2 separate regions of the Gasterosteus aculeatus genome follow, and region 1 is linked to region 2. The links are chromatin contacts, called in public Hi-C maps. All regions are on one chromosome and are shown on one strand. Each heading gives the region's core, a stretch centred on a gene start, on an enhancer-like site or on the middle of the called end of the contact. The rest is flanking DNA. Distances are from core to core; before and after follow the strand shown.

What was found. Hi-C and Micro-C count contacts between places; a contact is called where the count stands out from the background.
Region 1: a contact with region 2 is called in a Hi-C map of skeletal muscle, with 5 times the contacts expected there. The contact joins the promoter of LOC120809443 here to the enhancer-like site in region 2. A contact is called at or near these places in 2 of 6 Hi-C or Micro-C datasets (both in skeletal muscle).

What each region holds. Positions count from the first base shown.
Region 1 is chrX:11,223,875-11,227,850 of fGasAcu3.hap1.1, reverse strand. LOC120809443 (1-aminocyclopropane-1-carboxylate synthase-like protein 1) reads right to left here and starts at 2,563. Exons shown (of 16, transcript XM_040163256.2): 1 at 2,433-2,563; 2 at 346-997; 3 at 1-259. The coding sequence starts at 2,537. It overlaps LOC120809446 (furin), which reads left to right and starts at 2,115. Exons shown (of 17, transcript XM_078082744.1): 1 at 2,115-2,522; 2 at 2,687-2,862.
Region 2 is chrX:11,169,315-11,173,641 of fGasAcu3.hap1.1, reverse strand. It overlaps LOC120809442 (alpha-mannosidase 2x), which reads right to left. Exons shown (of 25, transcript XM_078082741.1): 25 at 3,443-4,327. LOC120809446 (furin) reads left to right here. Exons shown (of 17, transcript XM_078082744.1): 17 at 1-1,393. The coding sequence ends at 204. Among protein-coding and RNA genes, the nearest start is that of LOC120809442, 14 kb to the right of the region's middle. Within about 2 kb of position 2,306, at least 1 of the 9 cell types and tissues checked has open chromatin away from gene starts, as enhancers often do.

The sequences.
Region 1 (3,976 bases), core at 1,314-3,813, 54 kb before region 2:
CGCGCCTCCTCCAGGGAGAGGAGGCGCTCCTCCGCTGACCGCTGCCACTTCAGGAAGCTGGCCATGGCTTTATCCAGGCTCTTCTGGCTGCCGCACCTGGCGGCCCCGTGGCCCCGAGTGGTTTTGCCACCCAGACGTCGCTTCCTCTGCCTGACAGACGTCGGGGGATGAGGGGCCGGCTTGCCGGGCCGGGCGGGCGCGTCCTGCGCCGCGGGAACAGCCTCCGTGGCAGATCCAGCAACGTTCAGGTCACTAAAACCTATGGGTATGAGTTAAATAGAGGTTTGATTACACATCACTTTCTATTGTATTGATATTGGTATTGATAGTGTTCAGATTGACCACCTGAAGGTGAGATTCTGGCATTTGTCGAGACGTCCTCGGGCCCCAGGAGAGACTGCCCGTCGGCCTCCTGGTCGTCTCCAGACCCGTAGTACATCTCGGGGGGAGCGTCGTCTGCATTCAGCATGCCCTCCTCAACGTCCTCGCACTTGATGGCCAGCGGATCGCCCGCTTTCGGGGGCTGACCAAACAGAAACCCACCCGAGGAAGTGGGGCCGAAGGCGCCTGCTGCCGGAGGCCCCTGCAGGTACGCCTCAGGCCCGGCGGCGTGGCCCTGAAACACCTGTTGGGCGATGACCGCTCCGCCCATGGAGGAGTAGGTGATAGCCGGCCGGTTGGCCAGCACCCGGTCCATCACGTCGTAGAACTTCCACGACCTCAGCTTGTGGTTGTCCTTGATGCGGCGGTACTCCAGCTTCATCTTCTTGATCTTCTCCCGGCACTGGTCCCCGGTGCGGTAGATGCCCTTCTCGCGCAGGATGTGGGCTATGCGGTCAAACACGCGCTGGTTGCGCAGCGAGCTCTCCAACTCGATCTGGACCGACTCGTCGGACCACAGCTGCAGCAGCTCCACTATCTCCGGGTCGGTCCAGTTGCTTCCCCGCTCGTGCCTCCGGCCGCGGAAGTCCATCCCCTTTAAGTTACGGGAAGCTGTCTGCAAGACAAGACGAAAGGATAATGGGGGATAAACATTGGGGGGGGAGGGAAGAGTGGGCACCGCTGCCTCGGAATGCCCGCACACGACGTTCTCAATGTAACATTAACGTTAGTTTATTTAAACAACGAAGGCGCGATATTTACCAGCTGGTGATCTCTGGCCGCTTAAGTACGAGTGCAGCTCTCCGGCAGCAGATTGTTTTTTTGGGGGCTGTCACTCTTACGTGACCCTCACGTGGGTTCATTCATGTCACGGTCCGGTCAGACGGTTTCTAGTGGATCGAAATGCTAGCGCTTTATTCTGCCGGTACTGTTTACTTCATTTTCAGCAGCTCGTTATGATTTGTCATAACTTAGCTGGACTCCAGGCTACTGCCGCGTACGAAACATCCACATCCGGGTTTGTTGCACATGCGTGCTGTCCTTATTCCGGGATAACTTTGGTCCGCGCTAAGGGGTAGCTGCTTGAAAGGGTGCTGGGGTTCACTTATATACCAGGCTATGTAACGGCTAGACGACACAACCGTACGAGTCACACCAGGGAACGTTGTGCTACGGCCCCCTCTAGCGTACGGTGGGCTTCCCCCCCATGCATGTAGGGTGAATAGATATCCACAAGATGGCGGTCACACACAGAGGTTACATGTACGGTACAAGACCGCCTGACTTGAAAGGGGATGTGTGTTTTGTTCACACGCGCAGCGCAGTAATCCAGTAAAGCGATTAAAAAACGACGATCGGGTTTGCAATCACACAAAAAGAATTACTCTCAAAAAAAAATCTGTTTTAGCATTAGCAAAGCAATTTTTACACTCTGTAGGTAAAACTAACTAATTGCTATACGTATATACTTGTACATAATAGATTGCTACTTTATTATTATGCCATATGAATCAACAAGCTAGTCAATTTCACCTAATTCTGAGGTTTAACTGGTAATGGCGAATATAGGGTGGGTAAAGGTGACCTCGGGCAAGTTCATTCCAGTTTTTTGTCTGCATTGAAACAATCACCCGTCCCTTTCGGCGACCACGGTGTACAAATCGAGCACTAGCGGCCCATTATGTGACGTATTTCCTGGTGAAAATGGTTTGTGGCAGTTTGTTGTCATCTCCATACAGTGCTGAGCCGTTATATAGTATTGGCACGTAGCCCCATTTTTCTCCATTTTTTTCTCCCTCCCATCCGTGTATTTATTTAGCCAGTGAATTTATATCAGCATAACGTAACCCGTAGCAAGCAAAAAAAAAATCACGTGAAACAACTGACCAAAGCCCGCTAAGAACAAATCAACGGGCAAAATATAACCCAAGTGACGCTAGTGGCAAGTTGGTGGAGGGTTTAACGTGGCCGTCACCTGGAGGGAGGACGGGCGCGATCGCCCCTTATCACTGCTGGCTTCCGCGGACCCGCTAGCTAAGTGGGGGACGTACCGCCTCGGGGTTAGATGGGAAGTCAAACCCTCGGGAGGAAGGAGAGTCTCCGCCCGCGGGAAGAGGAGGAAGACGATGAGGAGGCAGGAGGTCTCGTGCGAGCATCCTAGTTTCGCGAGTTAGCGAGATGTGTTGAGAGCAGGGAGGAGGGAGGAAAGGGGGGGGGCTGTGGAGGAGTGGGTGGGAACAATGGGACGATTCGCGGAAAGCATGAAGGCTCTTTTTGCGTAAAGTCTCTTTTTTTTTCTCCCCAGCGCTTGCCAGCACCAGCTTTCACCAGTGCTCCCAGTCAGGCGAGCGCTCCCACAGAGAGAGCGGCGTTGCCTCCATACGGGTGGAGCCTTTTTATTTTAGTTGTTGTTTCGTTACCGGAGTGAGAGATGACCTGACGGGCTCGTGCGCAGCGCTTCCTCGCTGAAGTTTATCGTCGGTGAGATGACGGCATGCTTTCTTCTAACTCTTGTTTCGTCTTTGCTGTGTAGCTTCCTGCAGCGCGTCTGGTGTTGGTTCTGCTGATTCAGGTTACCTTTATTTCTCCCCCCCTCTCTCCGTCTCCCTATTTTATTTTTCTCATTCCATTTTAAATTACTACAAAACCAGACCAACCTATTTGTGTGTACTTAAAAACACACAAAAAGGAAATTCCTTTTTTGTGTAAAAAAGGAATCGCTCAGTTTGAACAAACTGTTAAAAAAAGCAGTTCAACTCGTCCTATGCTGTCTTGTGATTTATTATTGTTATTGACCTTAATTTATTTATTCATCTTGACCTCAAGTGCAACTCCCAGTGGGATCGCAGCAAGGTAGTAGGTCAAGGTCACCAGCCACCGAGGAGAAAAGCAGGGCTCTAAGCTTCCCTCCTCAAATGGACACCTCGTCGTATTAAAGATCCCCCCAATAAGACTTAAGACTACATCTTCTGACAACCAAGTCAGTTCAGCTATCCAGGCTATTTAAAAGGGATGCTCCTCTGTGCCCATGTGCGGAGTGTTGGCTTATCACGCACACCATCTCTCGCTCTTGATTCCTCAACAACGCTGCTAACTGCGTCGTAGCAAACTCTTTATGACAAAAAACATAAAACAGGAACGCAGTGCAGGAGATGGAAGTAGGAAGACACCCCCCCCCCCCTCTTCCCCAGGTGTCAACACTAACTCATCTATACAGTAGGGCACAGCGTGGTGGATGAGCGGGTGTTTGACACAGGGAACAATGCCAGGGTTGTGATGGCTGGATCTCTCTCTCTCTCTCTCTCTGGGACATCACTCACAGAAATGGTTCCTTTCTGCCGGACACGTTGCTGCCGCCCCGGACAACGTCGTTATCAGGCTTCTCCATCTCAATCTCTCTGGGCGGCGGGAGGAAAGATGGACGGATCGTCCCCCCGCCCCCCCCCCCCCCCGCTCGCTTCAGACTGCGCCTCCTTGTCGATCAAAGCGCAGTTCACTTCCAACTGTGCAGGCGCCGATCCTGATGGGAGCACAACGATGCCCGAACAATACCATCCGGTCTGCCAATCGCAATCCGACTTGGAGCAATTTCCCC
Region 2 (4,327 bases), core at 1,057-3,556:
GGGTATTCAGAGGCGGGGGTGCGGATGGGCTTCCGTTTTGGCTGGGGCCAAAGACGGGAGAGGAAGGCCCGCATATGCTACAGGGGGATCCCCACTGTGTGGGGGGACGAGGACACGATCGCCTTCCAGTCTGAATCAGACAGCGAGGAAATGGACGGTCGCGGCGAGAGGACGGCTTTCATCAAGACACAGAGCGCGATCTAGCTGGACCTGCCTCATCGGCATTTAGATATGAATGTACAGAGCTGATACGCGCAGGAGTCCCATCAGCACTCCGTCCAAACGCATTGATGAGCCAAGCTTTGTTTTTGTTGCGTATTTATGAACATTTAACAATGTTTGTTAATGTATCTTGTTGATTAATATTAGATGACAGATGTATTCATGATGCATTTGGCTCTTGGTCACCAAGTTGAGGTGTTATGCAACTGTGTTATTTATTTTGAATGACCCGCTTGACCATATGTTGTCCAGTTTGTCAAAGGAATATTCTACCAACTGAGTATTGCACTCGCATAAAGTTGAGGCACTTGTCAGAGAAATTGAAATCAAAGCAGCAGAGGACGAGATATCCTGGCTTTTAAAAATCCACGTTATTGTTAGACTTGTCAAAGCACCTCTGAACTACCTGAGAACATTATACACATACATGTACACATACAGTACACGTAGTACTTTCTGTGGCAATTAAACTGCTCCTCTAAGCCATTTGAGTACTTTCCCATACATACATTCATTTGTAGCCCCAAACGCCGCGCCATAGGCCATAGGCAGGACATTTAAGTTATTTGGTATCAGATACATGGCAGATTGTGGGCCAGCGGTCATGAAGTTCAGAGCCTTATTCATTAATACTAAGACTGCTGGGACAGTATGGTAAAACTCCCTGCCGGCTGTTCTATAAGAAAGCTCTGTTTTCAATCCTTGCAAAGTGGGAATTGCCTCCACGGCACAGACACAAACTCCCATTGACTTGTTGTAAAGTAACACAGTTTTTGAATCCAATGAAAATAACTCTGCTGACCTTCACAGCGCGGCTCCTCCAGGTTTCTGCTGGTAAGAAATTACATTATTTTCTCTTCATTTTTTCCCCACGGAGCATATTGATTTTGTAGATTCTCTCCAGGACATCTTCATCAGGGTGAAGCTCTCTCTCTCTCTCTTCATTGTGAGCCCCACGCATTGGAAGAGGAACACAAGGCTTTATTATTATTAACAGTGTAGACCACCGCGCAAGATGAATCAGTCTTTCAATGCAAAGTAGTTATAAAGTAATGAGATCTTGTATGACATTTTCTATGCTTGTTTTATATCCTTTTTTATTTAACTGACGATGGATGTTGACATTGTGGATATCAGCGTCATGCTGGAATAAAAAACTGTCTGTTGCATAGATGGACTGTTTGTGTCTATACTGGCAGATTTGAAAACTTTCGGGGGTTGTTTTGCATCCGACGCCGACCGAGGGAGCAGATGGTTCATCACTTCTTCACGTCTGTACATTATAGAAAGCGTGTTTCCTTCACTGCGGGCGCTTTGGCCTCAACAGGGCGCCAGCGTTCCGTTTCCTTCTCCCTAATATTCAGTTGTAGGGCTGCAAGCGTGCTTCCGAAATGCCGCCAAGGAACAAGTTTCAATATGGTTTAAATGAATATAAATGGAAAAGGTTTGTATGTATATGGGGGGGAAACATTGCCAGCTGGTAGCGGCGTTGTTCATTAGCTGCTTTTCTTCATAACACCCTGTAAAACGCAGGTAACTGGGTACATGGGGGAAGGTACATTCTGTGGTCCATAATTAGATCTGCCAGGAGAACTGGCTGCACAACTCGGTGCCCCTAAGAAGCGCCACGCTTTTTATTCCAAACGTGTGAAAATAGAAGTGTGCATGCATTGGCTCGCGAGTTAAAAAGCAGATGGATTTTAAAGTCTTGTGCCCTTTTAAATCCATCTGCTGGTTGTCATCGGTTCTACCACGTATATCTTTTTAGTCTGTATTAATTAGCAGTCGTTGATGCCCACAAAAAGGTCCTGGGGACAACAAATATTTCATTAAAACGTATTATTAAAAGAGCACCGTTGGCGCCGAGGTTCCAGTCCGCTTATTCCCGCCAGTCGCACCCTGTTTGTGTGTTTGCTGAATGTGATGCTCATGGAGAAGGAAAGGTTGAGAAACGCAGTCGCAGAGTGGAGTTAAAAACGCAGAGGCCGAGCGACCCCCCGGGGGGGAGCCAGTACAGTCATCCTCCCCCTCCACACGCGCAGTGCAGTGATCCCTCTCAGGCCTCAGGCCTCCCCGCCACCACGCTTTCTGTATCCCTCTGTGCTGCTGATCCCTTTTCACGAAGCGTGAGCCCTGCTGCTCAACGCCGTCGCCTGCACCTGACCAAGGGGGACACATGGGGGGGGGGGGGGGGGACGACCTGCCACGGTTAAACTACGTGAGCTTCGACGCAGACAGCCTGCTCTGTTTTTAATGTCAGGTTGAGTCCTTGACAGCCATCTGACTGACAGCATGTGTGCACAGGATGTGCTGCTGGACTGACTCAACATTGCCCCCTTCTGATAATCAATTGAGCTCATTACACACACACACACACACACAAAAAACACGTGAAAATGAAGCAGATTCTCCAGTGCGATAGAAATCGATCGAATTTCAGAAACTGTTTAAAATCTTTTCGTTTTGATCTTCATCTCCTCGGTTCTACTGCCGATTTAATCCATCATGAATAATTAAATAGGAGATCTTGCCTTCATATATTCTGCTACAGCAGACATCAGATTCCAAAAAGGAAAAACACGGTACAGAGATTTAGACACACACAAAGGGAGAGGAGCTTATGACAACGTTGGCCAACAGGAGAAAGTGAGACATGAGGTGCGGTCCCACAGAAGACGTCGAGCTGTAGGAGGACAGCAATAAAACAGCAGAACTCTCTTGGGGGAAAATAAGTAGACCAGTCAAAGCGAGCGGACGCAGGAGGGGGGATAGGGGGCCAAATCCTGGCTGCTCCATGTCCCATGTCGAAGTGTCCCTGAGCAAGACACAAACCTAACTGCTCTCCGGATGAAAGAGTCCGCTAAATTATTTTTCAAAAAGGGTCAATTCACCCAAAACTTTTTTCTCTACCAAGCTTTAGTCACTGGTCCCTTAGTGGTATACTGGCTTACAGATAGTTTTGGTTTGACGTTCATTTTTGAGAAATTTGTCACAATTATACAATAATTAAAAGGTAAAATAAACAAACTTCAACAGTGGCCAGCTGACAGTTTTACAAACTATTGTGGACAGTGTCCCAGTCCACGTATTGAGATGTACTTTATGCCCATGGGTTTTACATATATAATTTAATAGCTGTATACAATAATTCATCATACTCTTACAAGCAGGAAATTCATCCAAAATCTGCAATTTTAGCTTCTCAAATGATGAGTGCTACTTTCCAGTTTGAAAATCTTTAATGTCCTCCTGTTTTGGACTGTTGTTGGTACAAAACAAGTCATTAAAAATAACAACTTTTGCGTTTTACACTTTTCCTGCCATTTCATAGACTAAATTAAAAAAGTGGCAGCTCTGAATGGACATTTGAAAACCCAATCTGAATGACCGGATGATTTTTAATTGGGTGAACAAACCTTTGTTTCTCTTCATCTCAAATGGGAATCTCCCTCTGCGCCGCAATGATGACACAGACGTACTAAGAATGGTCCCTGATAGTGTGCACTGTAAATCTCAATACACCACCAAAAAAAAAAAAAAAAAAAAACTCCTTGCATATTCACAACATACTCTCATACAGATTTATCTGCCTTGTGGTTACGAGGTTGAGTCTTTGAATAGTCCACAAAACACTCAGCAGTCAAGTACGAGCACAGGAATGACACAAACTTAGAAATGGGCCGTTTTCTCACCAGCAAAGAGGAAGCTCACGGAGGGAAAAAGAGTGAAAGAAAGTCTGTCGACTATCGACAAGAAAATCCAGCAAAAAGGAGGTAAAAGTCATTGGATGTGATTAATGATTACTAGTGGCCGATGGACTCAGACATACGATAAAGAGCTTCAAGAGCTGCAGCACGGGTCTCCTCGCGAGCAGAGACCACACATTCGCTTCGCTGCATTAAAGTCTGTCAAAAAAAAGAAGTATAAAAACAAAATCACTGTGATGTGTCTTGATTGCATCCATGAACAAAATAAACATACCCACCCACCCAAATAAAGCTTTGTAAATTGCACCAGTCGCAGCCCTCCACCCACACATCTTTTGGGAAATTTACATTCAGAAGTTCAGTCCAGGATGGAGCAAAGATAGAAAAAGGACAATTTC